2 separate regions of the Mus musculus genome follow, and region 2 is linked to region 1. The links are chromatin contacts, called in public promoter capture Hi-C maps. All regions are on one chromosome and are shown on one strand. Each heading gives the region's core, a stretch centred on a gene start, on an enhancer-like site or on the middle of the called end of the contact. The rest is flanking DNA. Distances are from core to core; before and after follow the strand shown.

Region 1 (6,090 bases), core at 1,812-4,311:
TCCTTTCCCCCCTGAGGGCCTATAAAAACTGGGTCCTCTTTCCCCTCGAGGTCGACTCCTCTACCCCTGCGTGGGATATGAGTCATCCCCAGAGCTCTGGCTTTCCCCGAATAAAGCCTCATGTGGTTTGCAACAAGCTCAGTCTATCATGAGTTCTTGGGTGTCTGCTATTGTCCTGAGGCCTGAGCGAGGGGCTCCTTTTGGAGTCTTTCAAGGCCACCATAACAAAATGCCTTAGGGAGAAGCAGGGGATGTTATTTCTTAGAGTTTTGGAAACTGGAAGACCCTGTTCATGGTTTCACAGGAAGAGGCTCTGGTGAGGGCTTTCCTCCAGTGTACAGATAGTTGCTTCCTCTCTGTGTGTTCTCAGGTAGCAGAGCGGGGAGAGGGGAATCAGGGTTTCTCCTCCTTTTTGTCTCTCCTCTCCTTCTTTTTATTTTTCCAGTATGTTATCGTTAATCAAGTATGAAGCCTCCATCTCTCTGTTGGATCAGTTTTGTCTCTCTCTTCAGCGATGGTAAGCCATAACCTATCAGTCACTTTGGGTGAGGTCTCATTAACCTCATCAACTCCCTTAGAGAGTGCACTTCCTTGGACAGCCACACTGGGCACATGCATTCCACACTGGGCACATGCATTCAATGCCCAGCCACCTGTCCTTGGGTGCTGTCTAACTGTTATAAAACATTGGCTCATTCTGACTGATTTTGAGCTCAGTTGCCAGTTTGCACTTGATCTTCTCGAAGGTCATGACTTCCTCCAGTGTTCCCGCCCCTGCTGGCCTTAGCCCACCTCCCAGCCATGCCCTGGGATCTCTTCTCTTCACCTTGTTGCTTGGGGTAGCTTGAGTGTGCTGTAAGCTGATTTCCAGTCTCTGCATCTTGGCATTTCTTTGAGCTCCCTTTGCTTCTCTTGCTTTCTGTGTACCGGACCGAGTCCCTCAGCCTCTATGCTATTTCTGTTGGCAGCTTCTAAAAGCCTCCTTGATCCCTTTAACCTATAATTTCTCTTCATTTTGCTTCCATTATCAATAATGCTTATTGCCTGACTCAACAGCCTTGTCTCTTCAACATAAAGAGCCTGCTTCTTGCTCTTACAGCATCAATTTTCCAAGAGTAAGCACCACTACCTTGCTTTTATCCCTAGCCTACAGTTTGCAACACGCCCCAAGCAGGCAAGCCTTAGCTCAAGTTTACAGCAGAGTGCCACCAGGATCCTGTCTTTCTTTCATAGGGTTAAGGGGACTTTCATGAGACCTAGTTGGGTGGGTGGGTGGGGGGCAGAAAAGAACAGAGCTGTGGTGAAGACCCTGAGTCAAACCCAGTGCCCTGCAGAGCTGCGCAGTCAGTGTATTTAACCTGAGCCCACAGTTACCTGCTTTTATGCAGAGCTGAGTTGTTGCCATAGAAATGGGAACACCAGCCCTTTCCATCTACTCTGCTTATGTAGCTAGAAAACACAGCTGCTGGGGTTTTCTCTGGTACTCTGTGTGTGTGTGTGTGTGTGTGTGTGTGTGTGTGTGTGTGTGTGTGTGTGTGGTGTGTGTGTGTGTGTGTGTGTGTGTGTGCGCGCGCGCGCGCGCGCGAACATGCGCACTACTCCTATTCCTGAGCACTATCCTTTGAACACAAATCAAACTTCAACATCCATGTATGTTTCCTATCTTGCTTCAGATACAAGGTGCAGTAAGATACTATAACACATAGACCATGAAACAGTAACAACTTGCAAGCAAATGGCCTGCCCTGAGAGTGCTCTAGAATGCTCCCCAGTGAGGCACACAGTAGGCCTGCTGCTCTACTGAGGGTGCAAGAGAAAAAGGTCAGGAGCTATGACCTCCAGGACTATTGCTGTTTCTCTCGCTGGCAGAACACTGCCAGCTCATTCTGACCCTGCTTCTGCACAGAATCCAATGGCCTAAACTCAGCCAGCACAGTTTATCTGCAGTCACCCGAGGGAAATTACCCCAATGGGATAATCTGTCATTTCCTCCAGGGCACCTCCAACCAATTCTGCCTCCAGCTTTCTTTGGGACCTGACATGATGTGAAAAGTCATTTGAAAATAAATTCCTGCAAAAGGCAGAGAGAAATTTTGAAAAGGTTCCAGGCATGGAGACAGGATGCCTGCCCTCTAGCTTGTACCTGCCTATATGGGCTGTGTGGCCTTTGATAGGTCATTTCACCTCCTGGGCCTTCAGCTTGCTCCCTGCTGACCCAGTGGTCTCTAGGTGAGAGATGAATGCTAGCCACAAATGCCCGGAATGAGCACTTGGCAGCCACTTCTGAGGCAGAGAATCAAAGCTCGGCTGGCCCTGGGAGTGGGACACAGGAGGAATGAAAGGTGACCGCTCGCCTTTTTCTTATCTTTTTTTATTCCCCCTCTTTCTTGCTTGCTGTTAAGCTCTTGAAACTTTTTATCTTTTGGTTGGGAACACGCTGTTCTCTCAGGCTGCCAAAATAGTGTGAGCGGGAGCTGCAGCCTCCTCTGAGGTGGAACGAATTCCTCATCACTCTGGTTTAGTCATTTTTGCCTTGGGAAAGCCAGCAACTGCATTCTCCAAGAAGGCGGACTTCATCCAGAAGGAGATTAATGGAAGCCTCGGGGTAAACAAAGTAGCAAGTGCAGGACAATTCACCCAGTCACTGTGTGCTGCAAAGCCGGGAGGGAAGCTCTCGGTTGGCCAAGCTGGCTCGCTTTGCCTCAGTGAACCCTACAAACCAGCTCCCATGCTAACCACAGCCAGGACGTCAGGCCAGAGACCCACTCTTCCCAAGACAGGTAGACGTGAGCTACTGGGCCTTCAGCAGGACACCCCTCAGCAGTCTTCCCTGAGCTTGAGAGGCCAGGTACCAGCCCTGAAAAGCTGTCTTCCCATTCCTTCACCACAAAAGCAGATGACTAAGGTAGAAGACAGGTTTAAAAGTACTCTCTGGTCCTGGGGCTGGATTCCTGGATTCCTGGATTCCTGGATTCTTTTAAAAGCAATTTTAGAAGCAAGATTATATTTGAAAGTTTACTTACAAGTTCCGCTTAGGTTCCTCCACAAGCACAAAGCACACCCTTCTGGAAGCTCGTAGGCTTAATATAGGTCAGGGAAAGGGGAACTGGACATGAGAAGGTAGGTGGGCCACATCACCCTGAATCAATCTTCTCATTTCCTCCACAAAGTGACGAAGTTATTTAATGTCATCAAGGGTAAAAACTGGAAAAAGGAGCCACAGGTTTCATTCCAGCACTTTCCTTAGACATTAACCCTAGGAAATAACATAATAGGATATTTTCAAAACAATGAGTTGTAGAAATGAGGACCCCCCCCCATTCTCTTCCTTCCCTTTTTCCTCCCTGCTCACCCCAGCCATGGGGAGGGCAGATTGGTCTTGCCCTCAGGCCCCACCCACAGCTGAAAAGTCAGATTTCTGGATGAGCCCATAGCTCTGAAGCTACTAGGTGATTCCAACGCACACATAGTACTTATCAGCTTAGAAGTTTACTTCTCTGGCTGAAAAGACCATTGTTCTTCAAAAGATGTAGACAAGTCTCAAAAACTTTGTATAAAGCCAGTCAATCAGTCTGTGAAAGTTTTTATGTTAAATGGCTTAGTCGGCCATCATTGGGAGGAGAGGCCCTTGGTCTCGCGAAGATCATACGCTCTAGTACAGGGGAACGCCAGGGCCAGGAAGCGGGAGTGGGTGGGTTGGAGAGCAGGTCTGGGAGAGGGTATAGGGGACTTTGGGGATAGCATTTGAAATGTAAATGAAGAAAATATCTAATAAGAAAAAAATTTAAAAGCAAAAAAATTTACAATTTCTAGGCAAATTCAAATGTCTCTAAGAAGGATGTTGCCTTAAATATTATTACTAATAACAATTTTGATCATATGACTGAGTGAAAAGCTATAGAAATGTCAAGGTATCAAGTCATATTTTCAAAATTATTACCCATATGCATTTGCAAGCTTGTCAGAATTTCAAAGACACACCTACACATTAAGAAGTGACATTTACAATTAATCTCCTGATTAAATTATCGATATTCTCTCTTCTCAAAATGTTTCTTTTATTTATTTCATATGTGCTGTCTGGACTCTTCAACAATGCCAACAGTTTTCCTGTCTCCCTAAAATTTTGGAAGTATTCATTTGGAAATAACTGATAGATCAACAGGTATTTGTTGAAATTCTTTAAAATGCTTAGACACTGAGAGATGTAAAAACCAAATAAAATTCCAAATTCTGATTTTAAAAGACTTGTAATTTATAAGAGAAACAAATATATATGTCTACACACACACACACACACACACACGCACATATATATATATACACTCATATATGTATCTATTTATATATACATGCATACACATATTTTGAAGGCAGGGCAGGTTTAATGAATTGGTTCATTCAGTTGTAGATTTGTAATTCCAAAATCTGCATCCACAATTTTTTTCTTCATTGAAATTTTGGGAGTTTTATTCATTTTGATTCAGTTAAATGCAATTTAATCTGTTGAGGGCAAGTTGAAGCTATGAGACAGAAATGATAGATTATGGGTCCAGGAAAGAGTTGACTTTGGAGCCCAAGGTCACAAGTGATTTCTATGCAGAATTATTTCTTCCTTAGAGGCACGGTCTTCTATTCCTCAACTGAGTAAATTCGGTCTGCCTCTTTGATAGGGTACTTTATGCAAAGTTTATTGATTCAAATCCTAATCTCATTTTTTTTAAAATGTCTTCATGATAGTATATAGAATGTTTGGCCAAACAGCTACGTGTGATGACCTAGCCAAATTTACATTCAAAATTAACAAGCACAACCAGATTGGCATAAATGGAAAAGAAAAATAAAACATAGATTAGTTTGTTTGTTAGCTGGATAAGAACGAGACAAGGAACAGAGGTGATCCTGATCCGGGTCTTTTCTGTAGGAGCCATTTATGTATTGAGACAGTGGCTCAGGGTTCTGACGAGGTGTCAGGATAAGACACCCATTTACTCTGATGATAATTCGAGATGTAATGGGTAAAGACAGGGAACTGAGAATTAGCCAGACAGCACAATTTGGCCTTCCCAACAGCAGGGTCACATTGAACTTGAAACTACGGGGTGAATAGACTTTCTGCAGAACACCCCGTAGGAAATATTGGGACAGGGGCTGAGAGAACAAAGGTCTTCCTTTACCATAAGTGGTTCTCCAGCTAGGAGCACCCATGAACAATCAAGGGGACAGAGCCAGCAGGGGGAGACAGAAAGAAACATCAGATGATGGGGAGAGGTACAGGGCCGCAGCCTGAGTGGTCCTTCCTTTCTGGGACAACTGATCCAAAAGCAGTGATGGGGGCCAAGTGAGGAAGGGTCATGCAGTGAAGATCTGAGGGAGGGGCCTTGAGTGGGAAGAAAGAGGAGACCCAAGGAATGGACCTGATCTTTGAGACTAGGTCTTTAATACTTTGGGAAGAGCCATTTCAAAAGTAGAGGGGCGAATCCAAGAGCCAGGAAGGGCGGAGTCTACCAGAGGGGAGCAAGCAGTGCTGGGGGTGGGGGTGGGGGTGGGGGTGAGAAGGATTACGGAGGCCATGGGAGGCTGGGTGGGGCTAGGGGGAGGTACAGGAAGCAGTCCGGCTGACAGTGAGCGCTGGGAGGGGCTTGGCATTATTGGAAGAAGAGAGGAGGAAAGTGGTGGGTGTTTTCAGGCCTCTCAGCAAAAAGGTGCTAGAATCCTGTTATGCTCAGGGAAGAGGTACAGGTTGAGGGTTCCTTCAGGGCAGTCGGGAACAGGTAAGGAAAAATTGTAATGATGATTCTCCAATGCCCCCAGGGGAGTTTCAAGAGTCCTTCAAACTTCCCAAGATTTGGAGTGGGACCAAGTGGCCAGGTGGGCTTCCACCTTAAAGACCCCTACAAGTGGGTTTTACCTGGAGTAGAGGAGAGGGTGTGGACATCTCAAATTCATCTGAAAGATGTCATTGTAGTGCTTCTTGTGACTCTAGAAAAATGAGAAAACTATGCCCAGCTGTGACTCTTAGCCAGGTCGGCTCCAATACTCCTTAGTGACTTGTGAGAGCACACAGTAGTACCCATCCTCAGCCCTCAG
Region 2 (5,973 bases), core at 184-2,683, 390 kb before region 1:
TTTCAAAAACTGTCTGAAACCATGATTACCAGGCAGAAACAGATCAACACTTTTGCAGCAGTGGGGCTAGATGTTTTGACAGCCAAAGAAGGTGGTCTTTGCCTATTTCTTCAAGAAGAATGCTGTTTCTACGTTAACCAACTGGGATAGTGAGAAATAAAATTCAGGAGCTGCAATCAGACATACGTGAGACCTCTAGTTCTGGGATTTTTGAAAACCCTATATGGAAGTAGATAGTCCCTTTCATAACGCCTTTCCTAGTCAACCTCCTGGTGTTATTATTTGCTCCCTGCCTCATTAATCTTGTTTCTACATTCCTTCAATGACAAAAACAAAAAATGTCTAACCAAAGTATTAATCAGTTCCTGTTACAGGATTACCAGCTCCTGTCCACAGAGGAGCCTGATGCTAACATCTACCAAGTGGACCCCAATGATGAAAGTCAACTATAACCCAAAATTGTCGACACCCCTAGACAGCGGGAAGGAATTTAAGAGATCTGTTGCCCCTATTCCCCTTTTACCATAGGCTTCTCCCTCCTCTCTTTTTTTCTTCTCTTTATGATAAGCGAAGGGAGGTATTTTGGCATCAGAAACTGGATTTACAGTAGAAGGTCACCTCTGAATCCAGCAACATAGGCGACAGGGACCAGTACATCTGTTGCCATGGCAATCACCATACATGCCCAGCATCCACCTGGCCCACCTGCCCACATTTACCTGTGCGTGGTTACATCACAGCCCAAATAAAAGGCAGGCCCCTCCTAACCTTCACTCTCTTTCCTTCTTCATCATCGTTGTCCCCCTTTGCCACCATCCTCCACCCCCCACCCCCGCACACACACACACAATAAACCTCTAGAGTCCTGTGGAACTGTGCTGGCCTAGTGTGATCTGTCTGGACAAACTGCCATTCTAACATAACAAGTACAGTGGGGCTGGGTGTTCTGTAGCTAGTCTCTGTAGGGAGACCAGTCCTAGGCTGTAAACACTTTCGAGAAGGAAGTCAGAGGTGCTAGTCTTTGCACAAGTTAATCAAGCCTCCAGAAAGACTCAGACTCCCAAGCAAAGCTTTGCATTTCTCTTAAGCCCCAACCACATGGCGGTTTTGCCAATTGTTTTGTGGGTCTAAGGCCTTGGCCGTTCTAGACACAGTCGTGCCCATGTCATAATACACATACACTCAGGGCTTCCTCCTTGACCTACAAAAAGAGTCTGTTTACACTCACAGTTCAGTTTCCTCAAGGGTAAGAGTCCATTGTGGCAGAGAACACAGCAGCAAATGACAGGTTGGCAGTGCTGTGTTCTCAGGAAGCTGAGAGCTCAGGTGCAGAGCTGGGAGCACAAAGTCCTGACTGAAAACCGAAGAAGGTCTTTTACTCCCAAAGCCATTTATCTCCCCATGACTTACTTCCTCCAGCAAGGCAAGGCTTCACCACATGAAGAGCCACCGACAGCGCCACCAACTGTCCAAATACCTGAGACTCTGGGAGATAGTTTTTTTTTTTTTTTTCATTTAACCCCAGGAAGCAATAAAGTACTGTATGGCACGGAAGGTGAATGTGTTAATGCTCGAGATGAAGCCCAGGATGCTGACCTATGAATCGCTGCTCACTATATACGGTAATTCAGCTCCAGATCAGTGGCAGTTGTTTTGAACTCTTACCTACAGCCACCTGGGTTTCCCTGGGAAGCTGAAGCAGCTTTGTGCCTCACTCTCTTCCTGCCTGGTGGGTATACTATTTCAAAGACTCTCTGTTCTGCCCCACCCTGGCACCCAGGATTGCTATCAAGCTCTAGCTAAAGGCTCCACATCTCATACCTTACTGTTAATGTCTTGCCAGTAATTGTGAATTTTGACCAGTCCTTTTGTGTGTGTATTTTCACGTCTGTCTCATTCTCTCTCGACTGTTTTAGGACACGAGATGCATGTGCCTAGCCCTCGTGAGACCCCTCAGCAATGACTACGCGTGAGCCCTTCATGCACTAGAGGCTTCATCAAACAGAGCCACGCAAAGACTGCAGAGGGTTTAACAAGTTGCATTTTAAAGTACTTAGGAAAACGGGTTATTTAGTCTGAAATCACAAGCCGCAGGGCCAGAACTGAAAGCAATCTTCTGGAGATGTTTCTGTTCAACAATTGTTCTACCTGGGTTTCTGTTGCTGGGATAGACATAATGACACAAAGCAATTAGGTGAGAAAAGGGATTTATTCAGCTTGCACTTCTGGGTCTCGGCGCACCATTAAGGGAAATCAGTGCAGTCAAGCAGGAACTGAAGTAGAAGCCACAGTGTAAGGCTGTGTCTTGGCTTGCTCTCTGGTTTGCTCCTACACATGTTTTTTTAAGGATAAAACTTTTTTCTCTGCCATTTTTTGAGGTTATAATTATATTATTTCTCCCTTTCTTCCCTCCAACACTTCCCATATACCTTTCCTAGCTCTCTTTCAAACTCATGGCTTCTCTTTTTCCATTAATTGTTGTTACCTACATATAAGCATATGTGTGTGCTATATATATATTTTATATGCATATACACATATACACATACACACACATATGGCCTATCTAGTCTGCATGCTTTTACATTTACATATGTATACACATACACATATATACATACATATATATCCATATATACATATGTGTGTGTGTATATATATATGTATATATATATACATATATATATATATATCAGCTTTTTTCATGCAGCAGAGAACCACAAGCTCAAAGAATAGTCCTACCCACAGTAGGCTGAGCCCTTCCACATCAGTCAACTATCAAGAGATTCTCCATAGATAGAGATAGTTCTTCAGTTGAGGTTTTCTCCTCTCAGGTGACTCTAGGTGTGTGTCAAGGTGACTGTCTGTCTGTCAGAACTAACCAGCACAGATTTTTTTTTTTGAAAATATTTATAGAGTACCTACTATGTGCTAGTCACTGTCTGATGTCAGGTGCATGTTGTACATATAAAGTCAAGCACACCAGTAGGCTAGCTGTCAGGCCATAAGCACAGGGAGGAGGGAGGAGAAACTCAGGTGTAGTGTTAGCAACGTGTTTGAGGCAAATGAAAACGGAGAAACCAAAGGACAATGGAAACATCCAGAGAAGAGTTTCGGGGTCACGCTCCACTATTTTCTCTTATAGTTTGGATTTTAACTGCCCCCTAAAGGCCATGTTCTAAACATTTGGACCTTTGCTGGTGCCTGGGAGTTGACAGAAACTTAATGAGGTGTAATGTTTTGTAAAATGCAGTCTGGTGACTCAGTGGGTCCATGCTGAGGCATCCCCCTGCCCCCACCCCTGAGGTACCAGTTACAAGACAGGCCTAATATAGAATGAAGTTTATTTGGGGGGCATGAGAAGGGGTGGTTGAGAAGAGAGTAGAGGCAGAGAAAGAGAGGGGTCAGAGAAAGAGGCCATCCTGGAACTCGTGGCGAGAGAGGAGGAGAGGGTGGAGAAAAAGGGAGCAAGGGATCAGAGAGGAAAGAGAGGCCAGTCCCTTTTATAGCAAGCCCGACCTTCCTGGCTGTTGCTAGGTAGCTGCTGGGCGGAGCCTAGAAGGACCATCCTAACTGGATAGGGAGGGTCATTGGATAAAGGTCCCTGAAAGGGACATTAGAAACACATCCTCTCCTTTTACTTCCTGGTCACCATGAGAAGAGTAAATCTTTTCTGCCCATGGCTGCCACCACAATGTGTCACCTCATCACTGACCCAAAGTACTGAGGCCAAAGGACCACGGCCTGAAACCATGAACCCATGATCTTTTACCTTCGTGGATTGAAGATCTCCAGCACTTTTGTCACTGTAACTGACATAAAACTCCTTTTCTTCAGATACTTCTCTTTTGTTTTGATCAGCTCATTTTACATGCGAAGAAGAAAATGTGCCTCGAAGACCACTTAAGCCCGGGTATCGGAGGAGCCAAATAATGGGACGAGTATTTGGTTGAAAATCTATTTAACACGTCTCAGTAGGCGAGAACAAGGCCTGATGTAGCCTTATTAAGATAAGAATATGTTTCTTCTTTATTATCTTGTTAGCCATAGACTTGAATTTTGATAGGGCAATTTTCAGGGCTTAAACACTTGATTGCTACTAATAGTGGAAATAACAGCAAGACAGTGTTTAGGTTTAATTTATAGTCATTTAACACAACTTTAAGTATGGATTTCTCCAAATGCCCTGTTATTTCGTTGGAGCTTGTCTATGCAGACCTGAAGTCCTGCTGCAGTAATTGTGAGCCATGCAAAAGGTCCCATATACTTATCTCACAGACCCCTCCAACAGCATGATGACCAGCGATTGCTATTAACGGGTTTTACTGTTTTGTTTTGTTTTTTACCCTAGAAACCCTGTTTTAGTAAACCTGCGTCAGTAGTTGCAAGCTAAATGTCTTAAAACTTATTTTGGTTTGTAAAAGGGAACCTTCTTTCCACTATTTGCCCCCTCAAGGTCGGCTTGGCGTTCCTCCTTGAGCCAGAACAGTTCACTTTTGTGCCACCAGGGGCCGCTGTTCTCCAAGCAGTGAGATCTCCAAAGGCGATCCACCTTCCAATTCCATATAGGCCAGCAGCAACAAATACTTCTTTTGAATTTATGTTTTGAGACCTTGAAAACACTATGCTGAGTGAAAGAAGCCAGACGCAAAGGCCACATGCTACAAGGTTCTCTTTACATAAAATCTGTGCGGAGATCATAAATGTCTTAGATAAGAAACCACAACCGTTGGTCTGTGATTCCTGCGTCTACAGAATGCAGGCTGCCTGTTTGCCCCTTGCAACCACATGCTTGCAGTGCGCCCAACTCGTTCACTGCGACCTATTTATTGTTAGCACCGCGTTCCTTGATGGCTTCTTTATTATCTTGTTAGCTGTAGACTGGAATTCTGAGTACGAGAGGGAGTAACACTTTGGAGGAGGGGCGAGGTAAGGACTGATAGACAGGGCCGCCTTTCGCTGTTCTCACCCGGAAAGTCCTGACGCACATCCCTCATATTCTTCAAAAGATGACAGGGAAGCTGAACCTCAACATCAGAGGCTACGTCAAGATCACCCTTATAAGGATCCATTTTCCCATCCTTTCACAATTCTGCCCCACTCTATGATTCCAGGGTAATTTCCCCTAATAAACACAGAGTACTGCCCAGTGTCTGCTTTGCAAAAACAATCATATGCTTGTCAGGGAAGTTACTGTTGACGATAAAGAAACCAAATAGAAGGGGGACCATGCCGGAGTCACTGTGCTCCATTCCTGTATCAGAACCTGCATGCACACGCACACACACACACACACACACACACACACACGCACACACGCGCACGCACGCGCACGCACGCGCACGCACAGGTACACACCATCTCTAGACTGCTGTGGTCACATATGTGAGAGGAAATCATGGATTCAAGACTGAAAGCTGCCCTCCTGCTCCTACCTGTTCTAAGAGGCTCTAGACTGCAGGCGATTCACAGCTTCCCATGCACATTAGGCTATTATATTTCAAGCCAGATATGAACAGAATGGACAGTGTCCATTAACTTCCTTCTCTGCTGCCTGCACTGACATTAGTATCGGTTTACAGAACACAAGTTTTGACAGCAAATGGGTCTGATTTTGAGCCCAGTGTCCCCATTATTGGCAATAAAGCCTCAGGCAAATTCTTTATAATTTTCTTTCGGTTCCCTTGCATATGTGTTTGTGTGTGTGTGTGTGTGTGTGTGTGTGTGTGTGTGTGTAAGCACTCCTAGACTTGTTTTGCGTGGGGTTTAAGCTACATACCCGCCCACCACCTATATATACTCAAGAGAGATCCATTTCCTTTTTTAGCAGACTACACTAATCCACAGCTGATTCTAGTTTTCTCTAAAGGTTCATGGTCAGAGCTGCCTTCTGTACAAAGTCATGTTTTTCAACTTCTCAATATTGAGAAATACTACAGAAGTAATATTTAGCTTCCAGTCTGCCTTAAACAG

Evidence for each region. Capture Hi-C pulls out chosen DNA fragments and counts their contacts.
Region 2: a contact with region 1 is called in a promoter capture Hi-C map of adipose tissue. The contact joins the promoter of 9330182O14Rik here to the promoter of Dcstamp in region 1. A contact is called at or near these places in 2 of 39 promoter capture datasets (both in liver), 7 of 484 Hi-C or Micro-C datasets (the G1E-ER4 cell line, the N1E-115 cell line, cerebellum and 3 more), 1 of 115 datasets of contacts at active chromatin or transcription factors (microglia) and 1 of 9 other capture datasets (adipose tissue).

The regions. Positions count from the first base shown.
Region 1 is chr15:39,742,901-39,748,990 of GRCm38.p6, reverse strand. It overlaps Dcstamp (dendrocyte expressed seven transmembrane protein), which reads right to left and starts at 3,061. Exons shown (of 4, transcript NM_029422.4): 1 at 3,024-3,061.
Region 2 is chr15:40,129,825-40,135,797 of GRCm38.p6, reverse strand. 9330182O14Rik (RIKEN cDNA 9330182O14 gene) reads right to left here and starts at 1,433. Exons shown (of 4, transcript NM_001256056.1): 1 at 1,229-1,433.